2 separate regions of the Mus musculus genome follow, and region 1 is linked to region 2. Evidence: chromatin contacts called from public HiChIP or PLAC-seq data. All regions are on one chromosome and are shown on one strand. Each heading gives the region's core, a stretch centred on a gene start, on an enhancer-like site or on the middle of the called end of the contact. The rest is flanking DNA. Distances are from core to core; before and after follow the strand shown.

What was found. HiChIP or PLAC-seq counts read pairs in DNA pulled down with a chosen protein or histone mark.
Region 1: an H3K27ac HiChIP or PLAC-seq map of embryonic stem cells shows a contact between it and region 2, with 18 read pairs. The contact joins the promoter of H2ac12 here to the enhancer-like site in region 2. A contact is called at or near these places in 8 of 39 promoter capture datasets (the 3T3-L1 cell line, the SN4741 cell line, cranial neural crest and 5 more), 6 of 15 datasets of contacts at CTCF or cohesin (CD8 T cells, the NIH/3T3 cell line, embryonic stem cells and 3 more), 37 of 484 Hi-C or Micro-C datasets (B cells, the Ba/F3 cell line, ECoMG-derived neutrophils and 21 more), 48 of 115 datasets of contacts at active chromatin or transcription factors (the 230-238 cell line, CD8 T cells, the HPC-7 cell line and 29 more) and 5 of 9 other capture datasets (adipose tissue, embryonic stem cells, liver and 2 more).

Annotation. Positions count from the first base shown.
Region 1 is chr13:22,034,077-22,038,165 of GRCm38.p6, forward strand. H2ac12 (H2A clustered histone 12) reads right to left here and starts at 1,567. Exons shown (of 1, transcript NM_175659.2): 1 at 1,046-1,567. The coding sequence starts at 1,476. The coding sequence ends at 1,090. It overlaps H2bc12 (H2B clustered histone 12), which reads left to right and starts at 1,745. Exons shown (of 1, transcript NM_175665.2): 1 at 1,745-2,244. The coding sequence starts at 1,811. The coding sequence ends at 2,191.
Region 2 is chr13:21,856,892-21,861,058 of GRCm38.p6, forward strand. No RefSeq gene overlaps it. Among named protein-coding and RNA genes, the nearest start is that of n-TTagt4, 3.0 kb to the left of the region's middle. Within about 2 kb of position 2,555, at least 7 of the 459 cell types and tissues checked have an H3K27ac peak or open chromatin away from gene starts, as enhancers often do.

The DNA of each region.
Region 1 (4,089 bases), core at 317-2,816, 180 kb after region 2:
CACTCTCTCTCTCTCTCTCTCTCTCTCTCTCTCTCTCTCTCTCACACACACACACACAGGACTGGTCCTTTCAGGTCTGGTGGGACTAACTGACTAAATCACTCTCTTATATTCTGATATTGCCAGTCACCGACATGCTATTCTCAGAAACTCTTCTCTAAACTCAGAGTCCGATTTCCACAAGTCCATAAATGTACAGAATTTCCTGTTTCATGGGCTGCTGTTGGAACTCCTTTTCCAGCTTCTCTCTTTGCAAGTGGCTGGCGTTACTGAAGTTCTCAGTAGTGACACACTAGGTCACACCAACTGCTTACAATTTTGTAGCCTCTCAGATCAATAATACTGAACTTGGAATCATTATTTCAACACAATTAATTAGGCTCTATTTTTAGAAATGAACTGCAGAGCACACATATTCTTTACACTGTTTTGTTAAATTTTATTCTTGGGTCAAGTTGAGGACTTTATCCCCTTCGTTACCAGGCAGGCTCTTACCCCCCCTCCCCCCCCCGAGTTTCTGCTCCTTTGAGCAGTAAGATTTGTGAAAACATTATGGGGATTTAGAAGAAAAAAAAAGTAACTTAAAATTGATCGTTTACTTCTGGCTAGCAGGTGGGCATGCACACACACCAGTTAAGCAGCATTAAGACCTGTAAAGTCTTCTAACATGTTCTGCTGCAAAGTGGAAAAAAAAAGTAAAACCTCATCTGTTGAAGGTTAACCAGACCTGGTGTCTATGATAGATTATGCCAGCTTGGGAAGGTCAAAGTCCCAATATCCAAGGCAGAGGCAGACTGGCTTGTCCTACAGTGGGTTTTAATGAGATTGTCTGAAAAAACAAAAAATACTTGATGAAAAAAAGACCAAGAAAGCAGTTTCAAGATCCAAATATTCCTAGAAGGGTTAAACTTGAATGCTTAAGTCCCACGCGGAGAGAACACATTTACACTGGACTGCAGCTTACTCACCACGTGGTTGGAATTAGTACTATCACTTCACAAAGGAGATCTTAGATTTACATGTACCAGCTTCTTTCTGGACTTTGTGTGTGGCTCTGAAAAGAGCCTTTGGGAGATATTGAAACCTGCTTCACTTGGCCTTGTGGTGGCTCTCGGTCTTCTTGGGCAGCAGCACGGCCTGGATGTTGGGCAGGACGCCGCCCTGCGCGATGGTCACGCGGCCCAGCAGCTTGTTGAGCTCCTCGTCGTTGCGGATGGCCAGCTGCAGGTGGCGCGGGATGATGCGCGTCTTCTTGTTGTCGCGGGCCGCGTTGCCCGCCAGCTCCAGGATCTCGGCCGTCAGGTACTCCAGCACGGCCGCCAGGTACACCGGGGCGCCGGCGCCCACGCGCTCCGAGTAGTTGCCCTTGCGGAGCAGCCGGTGCACGCGGCCCACGGGGAACTGCAGGCCGGCCCGGGAGGAGCGGGTCTTGGCCTTGGCGCGAGCCTTGCCGCCCTGCTTACCGCGTCCAGACATATTGTACAACTTAAAACTTCCCTGGTAAGCGTTAGCTAAACAGCAGAAACAAAGGGAAACTCTGTAGATTTTTATAGTCAAGCCAGGGCGCGAAAAAGGAGGCCCGTCATTGGTTAGCATTGTGAGTTCAACTTAACCAATGGAAACGAGGTTTTGGGAGTTGTGTATTCTCATTGGGTAAAAGCAGGCTCAGCCTTTTCTCTGAGTGACCACTACCCAGACAAGGGCATTTCACTTTATTTGCATACGAAGTTCTAGATAAAGAGTACCCGTGGTGTTCCTATCTGCTTGTCCTGTTGGGTGTTCAGCTTTGTTTTCTATTCATTTCTACGCCATGCCTGAGCCTGCGAAGTCCGCTCCCGCCCCGAAGAAGGGCTCCAAGAAGGCCGTCACCAAGGCCCAGAAGAAGGACGGCAAGAAGCGCAAGCGCAGCCGCAAGGAGAGCTACTCGGTGTACGTGTACAAGGTGCTGAAGCAAGTGCACCCCGACACCGGCATCTCCTCCAAGGCCATGGGCATCATGAACTCGTTCGTGAACGACATCTTCGAGCGCATCGCGAGCGAGGCGTCCCGCCTGGCGCATTACAACAAGCGCTCGACCATCACGTCCCGGGAGATCCAGACGGCCGTGCGCCTGCTGCTGCCCGGGGAGCTGGCCAAGCACGCCGTGTCGGAGGGCACCAAGGCTGTCACCAAGTATACTAGCGCCAAGTAAACTTCTCAATAGGGTTGACGTCTAGCACCAAAGGCTCTTTTAAGAGCCACTAAACCACCAGTATTAGAGCTGCAAACATGAATTCACCTTCGAGTACGGCTCTTGATTCCTGTGGCAGGTGTATGTAGTGTTGAATGCACTACAGAGTTGCTTGTCTCGGTCAGGGTCTCCCAGTTTTGTGTAAGCCACAATGACCTTTTGACTTAAAGTTATATTGTATTCTGGCGTAATTTGTTCAAAATCAGGTCAGGGCTGAGGGTGTAAATTCAGCTGGGAGAGTGTTTGGCATACCTGAAGCTCAGCTTAGTCCCCATTGCTGCGTAAGTTTGGATGAGGTGGAGCGCATCTATAATGCTTGTGTTCTGGTAAGTAGAAGTAAGATTAGGATCTTAAAATCGTGTTCTGTGTTAGAAATTCTGGCTAGGTTAGCTTACAAGATCCGGTCTCCTGTTAAAAAAAGTTAAATGGAGGCTAGTTAAGCCAAACCAGACAAAACCAACGATTTAAACCTTGCTGTAGTTGTGCCTGCCTTTATTTGAACCCAGCACTCTGAAGGCAAAGCCAGGTGGATGCCTGTTTGAGGCCGGTCTAGTCTACCGAGTGAGTTTGAACAGTCAGGGCTGCACAGTGAAACCCTGGGGTGTGGTGTGGAGGCAGAGGGGACCCATGGGGGACAATTTATTTAAAGGGAAACATTTTTGCCTCTTCCCTGTCTAAGCTTTAAGGATACAGATATTGAGAATACAGGATGGATTGCTTTCTCCTGGAGGTGATCTTACAGGTGAGCAAGGTCAGACTGGAATATTTTATCAAGCAGAACAAGTTTTCTATCCATCCAAGTCTTTATTAGAAATTTGCCTGTTAGGTTAATATTCTGAAAACATATAAAATGACTGTAATCACTTCTTGAGTGCTTATCAACATGCCAAGCATATGAACCCATTTAATTTTTTTTTTTTCGAGACAGGGTTTCTCTGTGTAGCCCTGGACCAGGCTGGCCTCGAACTCAGAAATCCATATGCCTCTGCCTCCCAAGTGTTGGGATTAAATGCGTGCACCACCACTGCCCAGCCCATTTAATCTTTACACAAATCTGAGGTAGTATTTACTATTTTATTTTATTTTTTTTAATGCTGGAAGCAATCTAGAGGGATATAAAGAAAACTATTTTCAAAGCAAAGAGCAAGGGTGGAGGTAATTAATTGGAGAAGGTATCTATCACAAGTAAATGGAGGGATGGTGTAAAGTGAGCTTTCTAGAGTTTCCCAAGTCCAATTTTCTCTGCTCTGTCCCATTCACTCTTAACAACGGCAGTGTTTATAACCCTTAGGCAGATATCAGGTAGCTGATGGGAGGAAACCACTAGTGCAGTATGCTGCCTATTTCAACTTCATGAGACGCTTAAGAGAAATAATGCTTGCATGTTTCTTCAGTTAGTACTGTAGGTCTCTACTATCCAGGGTTTTGTTTGTTTTTGAGACAGGCTCTAGCTATGGAGCCCTGGCTGATTTGGGACTCATTATGTAACAATCCTGGCCCCCTGCCTCAGCTATATCTGATAAATAGGGCTCCCCCCACCCCCTGTTTTTGAATGATGATAGATTCAACCTTCAGGTTTATTTTATTAGTCTTGGATTAAGCTTTTTCAACTCCCAAACTCTCAGTAGGATGCTGATGTTCTTAACTCTAGATTAGTAAGCCAGTTTTCAAAAATATATCATTTTGACATTACAAAGATAATTTTTTTTCTCTGAAATTCTTAAAATTCACTGATTTAATAGAAAACCTGGTGGGAGTAAGGCCTTAGCTTTCATTGCAATGGCCATTACTCTCCTTTCATGTGGATCTCACTTTGTTCCTATGGAGAGAACAGAATTAACAGCTGTTATGAATCAGAA
Region 2 (4,167 bases), core at 1,305-3,804:
ACCACTTAGGCTGAGGACCTGCTTCAATGACAGAGGGCGTACCTGGCCCTGCGTTAGATTGCCATTACTACAAAATTAAAGTAAATAAGATAATAACAATTACCCTTACAATGAAAATGAATATTACAGAATGATATGTAGCTCAGAAAGCACTGAACATGTAAAAGAAAAATATGACAAATATATATAATTTATCACAGTTCAGACATTCACAGATGTATCTGTGCCAAAGGATCAACAAATGGCTCACTGCCTGTTTTCTCCCCTCCCCTCCCCTCCTATCTTCTCTTCTCTTTTCTTTCTGAGACATTGTCTTGCACTATAGCTGAGGCTAGCTTCTGTAGCCCAGGACTGATCTCAGATTTTGTTCGATCAAACATCTGTCTGTGGTCCAGGATCAACTCCAGACCTACTGTATTGTTTACTCTCATCCAGCCCCTCCGTACTGAAGGACAAAGCATCATTTACAAACAGAAAGGTCTGCCTTCCAGGGATTCTTTTGTCTGTTGTTTTGAGAAGTGTTTTTTCTTGTAACCCAGGCTGGTTTCAGATTTATTAAGTAGCTGAGACTGCCCTGAACTCCTGATACTCGGAGGCATCTGCCTCCCCAGTACAGGACACTGAAGGCCCAGAGCTGCCTTGCACCAGCTGTCTGTTTCTTTCTTTATTCTGCCCAGGATTAATTGTCAATATTGGACACTCACTTAACTGGTGAGTTTTGAAGTCCACACAGAAATTTAAAAAGAAGTACAGTGGTAGAGAATGTTAGGGAAAAGCTGAGGGCCAGCTCTTCTGACCTGGAGTCCAAGCAGGGACTTTAGGAATGAGATGAAGAAGAAAACAACCACATTGCAGAAAATGGCTTCCAAACACTGGTATGCTCCAGACTCGCCACAGTCCACTGTCCGTGTGGTCTGCTGTAGTGTTTCCTTTAATGTCTAACACAGAGGCTGAAGTCTACAGTTCCACATAAGCTCAGGATCTTTGGCCATCAAACACAGACAACTAAATTTTAAACTGCCTGGTGCCACACCTTAATCATGATCACACAGAAACCACTCAAGCATACTTTCTAATTATGACAACATTCCACTGTGGGGTGTTTGGAGTCAGTGGTTCCTGAGACACTAGAGATGGAGTTCCAACCAAGTCCCAGACATGTATGTCACAAGCTAAACTCACTGTATTTGTTTTAATGAGAACTGCTCCCATAAACTCATATATTTGAATGTTTGGTTCCCAGTTGGTGAACTGTTTAGGAAGTATTAGGAAAATGTGGCCTTACTGAAGGAGGTGTGTCACTGGAAGTGGGCTTGCAGGTTTCAAAAGCCCAAGTCAGGCCCAGTCTCACTCTCTCTGTAAGCTCTTATCCACTGCCTCAGCACCAAGTCTTGCTACCTGCTGCCATGGTTCCTTCCATGATAGTCATGGGCTTTCCTTCTGAAACTGTAAGGAAGCCCGCAGTTAATTGCTTTCTTCTCTAAGCTGCCTTGGTCATGGTATCTCTTCACAGCAATAGAACAGTAACTAGGACACTCCCCAACCAACAATCCTCCTTAAAGCCTGTGGTAAGATCCAACTTCTCTCACCTATTAACACCCTTCAAATTATTAAAAGTCCTGTTGGTTTCAGCAGCACCACGTGTGAAATGTCTATTCCCTCTGCTCTTTATCTGTCTCTGTCTGAGTCCCCAGGATCTCTCCTTTGCCACAGTCTACACCAACCTCTACTTACTCCCCCTGCTTTTGAGATCAGTGGTCTAATTCAGGCATGTGGTTGGTGATCACTTGTAACCCCAGTAATAAGGAGGATTGTGGTTAATTCTTAGTCAGCCTGGGCTACACACTGAAACTTTGTCTCAAAAATCAAATAATAAATTTCCAAGTCTTTGTTCTTTCTTTCTGGATCCCAAGCTGGCCTGGAGCTCACCTCATAGCCCAGGGTGACTTTGCATTTGTTACAATCTCCTACCTTAGCCTCTAGGAAGCTGGGATTACAGGCACCACCAGGCCTGCTTCTCTCAGCTTCCACAGTAACTCTGTGTCTTTCTGTCTGTCTGTCCCTCCTCACTTCCTTCTTCCTTTCTTTTTCTATGTCTCTTTGGAGACAGGGTCTGATTCTGTAGCCTAGGCTTGCCTGGAACTCGCAGTACTCTTCCTGTCTCTGTCTGCCAGGTACTGGGATTTGAGATGGACATACTATTGTGGGATTCTGATCAAAGAGACAGAACTCTAAAGACAGAACGTTAAAACGGCTTTAATGTGCATGCACAGGGTCAGGTGAAGTATGGTTTGTAAAGAAAACTTACAGTGAGTACAGCAAAATGGTGCTTTTTATGTGGCTTCTGCTTCTTTGTCTGCTGAATATGGTAAGCTTTTAGTTGTTTTAAAACCTTAAAGTAGGATTCTAAAGATGGCATGGATGTGGAGGAAAGGAGGGCTGCTTGGAGCATGTAGGAACATCTCACATAAGCATTTTGTCAGGGACTAAACCATGCAGCAGACTCTTTGTCCCTCCTTCAAGGTCTCTGAAAGGCTTATTAAGGAGGGAGGGAGGTGTGAGAGCTGTATGCTCAAGGACAGTGCCAGACTGTGCAGCTGTTTCTGTTTTTCTATTCTATGGGTCTTACCGGCCCCAACCACACCACCACATCTGGGCTCTTAGGGTGCTTTCTGAAGCAAACTATAATTGGCTCCTTCTTTCTGCTTTATTTTATAATCCAGTTCAACAATCTCTGGGTTTGAATCCTCTGCTCCATTTACATTTGATGTGGTTATTCATATGATTGTATTTTTGAGGAGTTCATTTTTCATATCCCATTCAAAAACTAAGCCTAGGACCATTTAAGCCATTTGCTATCTCTACTGGGGGGAAGATTCTGCTTCTGCAGTCTGCCACTGATCCACTTGACCTTAAGGCTGCCTTCTGCAGCCTCCAGTAAGAATCTCAAAGTAGCTGGAGGCTAGGTAAAGTCTTGGCAGGGAATTGCACTTCGCTAAATTGAAATCTCCAGGAGAAAAGGGGAGAGGGAGTTATCTCTGCCCTTTATTCTCAGTACTTGTAAGACTCAGAGCATGTGTTCTCATGGAAAAAACAAAACAAAACAAAACACTGCAGGTCTGCACATAAATTCAATCAAAAATTGAATAGGAGGTTATAACAGAGAATGCCTATGTGCGCATACACTAAGAGCAATTATCTGGCTAAACTTTCACCATTTGTTAGTAGCTTGCAGTCGTGGAAAATTTTTAGACTATAACTAAGCTGTCATTGAAGTTTTGACAAACTCAGTCAATATCTTAGCCCCTGTTTTTGCACCTGGGGTCCTGTGGTACATATCTTCTTTACAACATTCGGTTTATGATGGAATATGCCCTAAATTTTAGAAGTCTGCTGTTTTCTCAGAAACAACTAAGCAGTCCTGTTTTAAAAGGAACTCGATGTGCTGTGGAGGTTGTCACTTGGAAACAATGGAAATCCTGACATGCTAGCTGTTTCTGCAGAATAAACGCTCTTTGTCTTTGTATATGCAAATCTGAGTCTGGGGTCTTCCTTCCTTCGGTGTTTTTCAGACCCTTGCAACTTAATCTGTGACAGAATTTTCCCTGTCCGATCAGATTAAAATATTAGTGCAGCAGGAAGCCTGTGATTAGACAGGGGGAAGGAAGGCTGAGCTAGGAGTTGCAGAGACAGAGTGTCTCAGAAGGAGGAAGGTCAAGGTGGAGGCGGAGTTGTGAACCAGAGTGGCTTTAACCAGCCATTGGTAGTCATGACCTCATAAAGGTTAGAATATTGGAATAATTTGTCTAATCTAGGTGGGCAGATTTTATCATTACCAATTGACTCTGAAATTATTGTATTGGCATCTTGTGTATTGAGAATTTATTGATATATAAATCTAACTAGTTAATTATAAGCTTCAAGAGTTTTGACTTACTCTGTTACTGAAATGTGGGACCACTGACTACAGGAGTTTATGGCAGAGAGGGAACTATCAGCTCCAGAGTCAAGCAAACCAGAGCTGGGAACACAGCAATCTGTTGCTGAGGGGGCTAACTAGAGACAGAGCTCTCAGGACCACTCAGGGGCCCGAGAGTTGCGGCACAAGGGCGGAAACATGCTGGTCGATTTTTTAATATTTCCTGCAACGGGTGTGTTTGCTTCTTT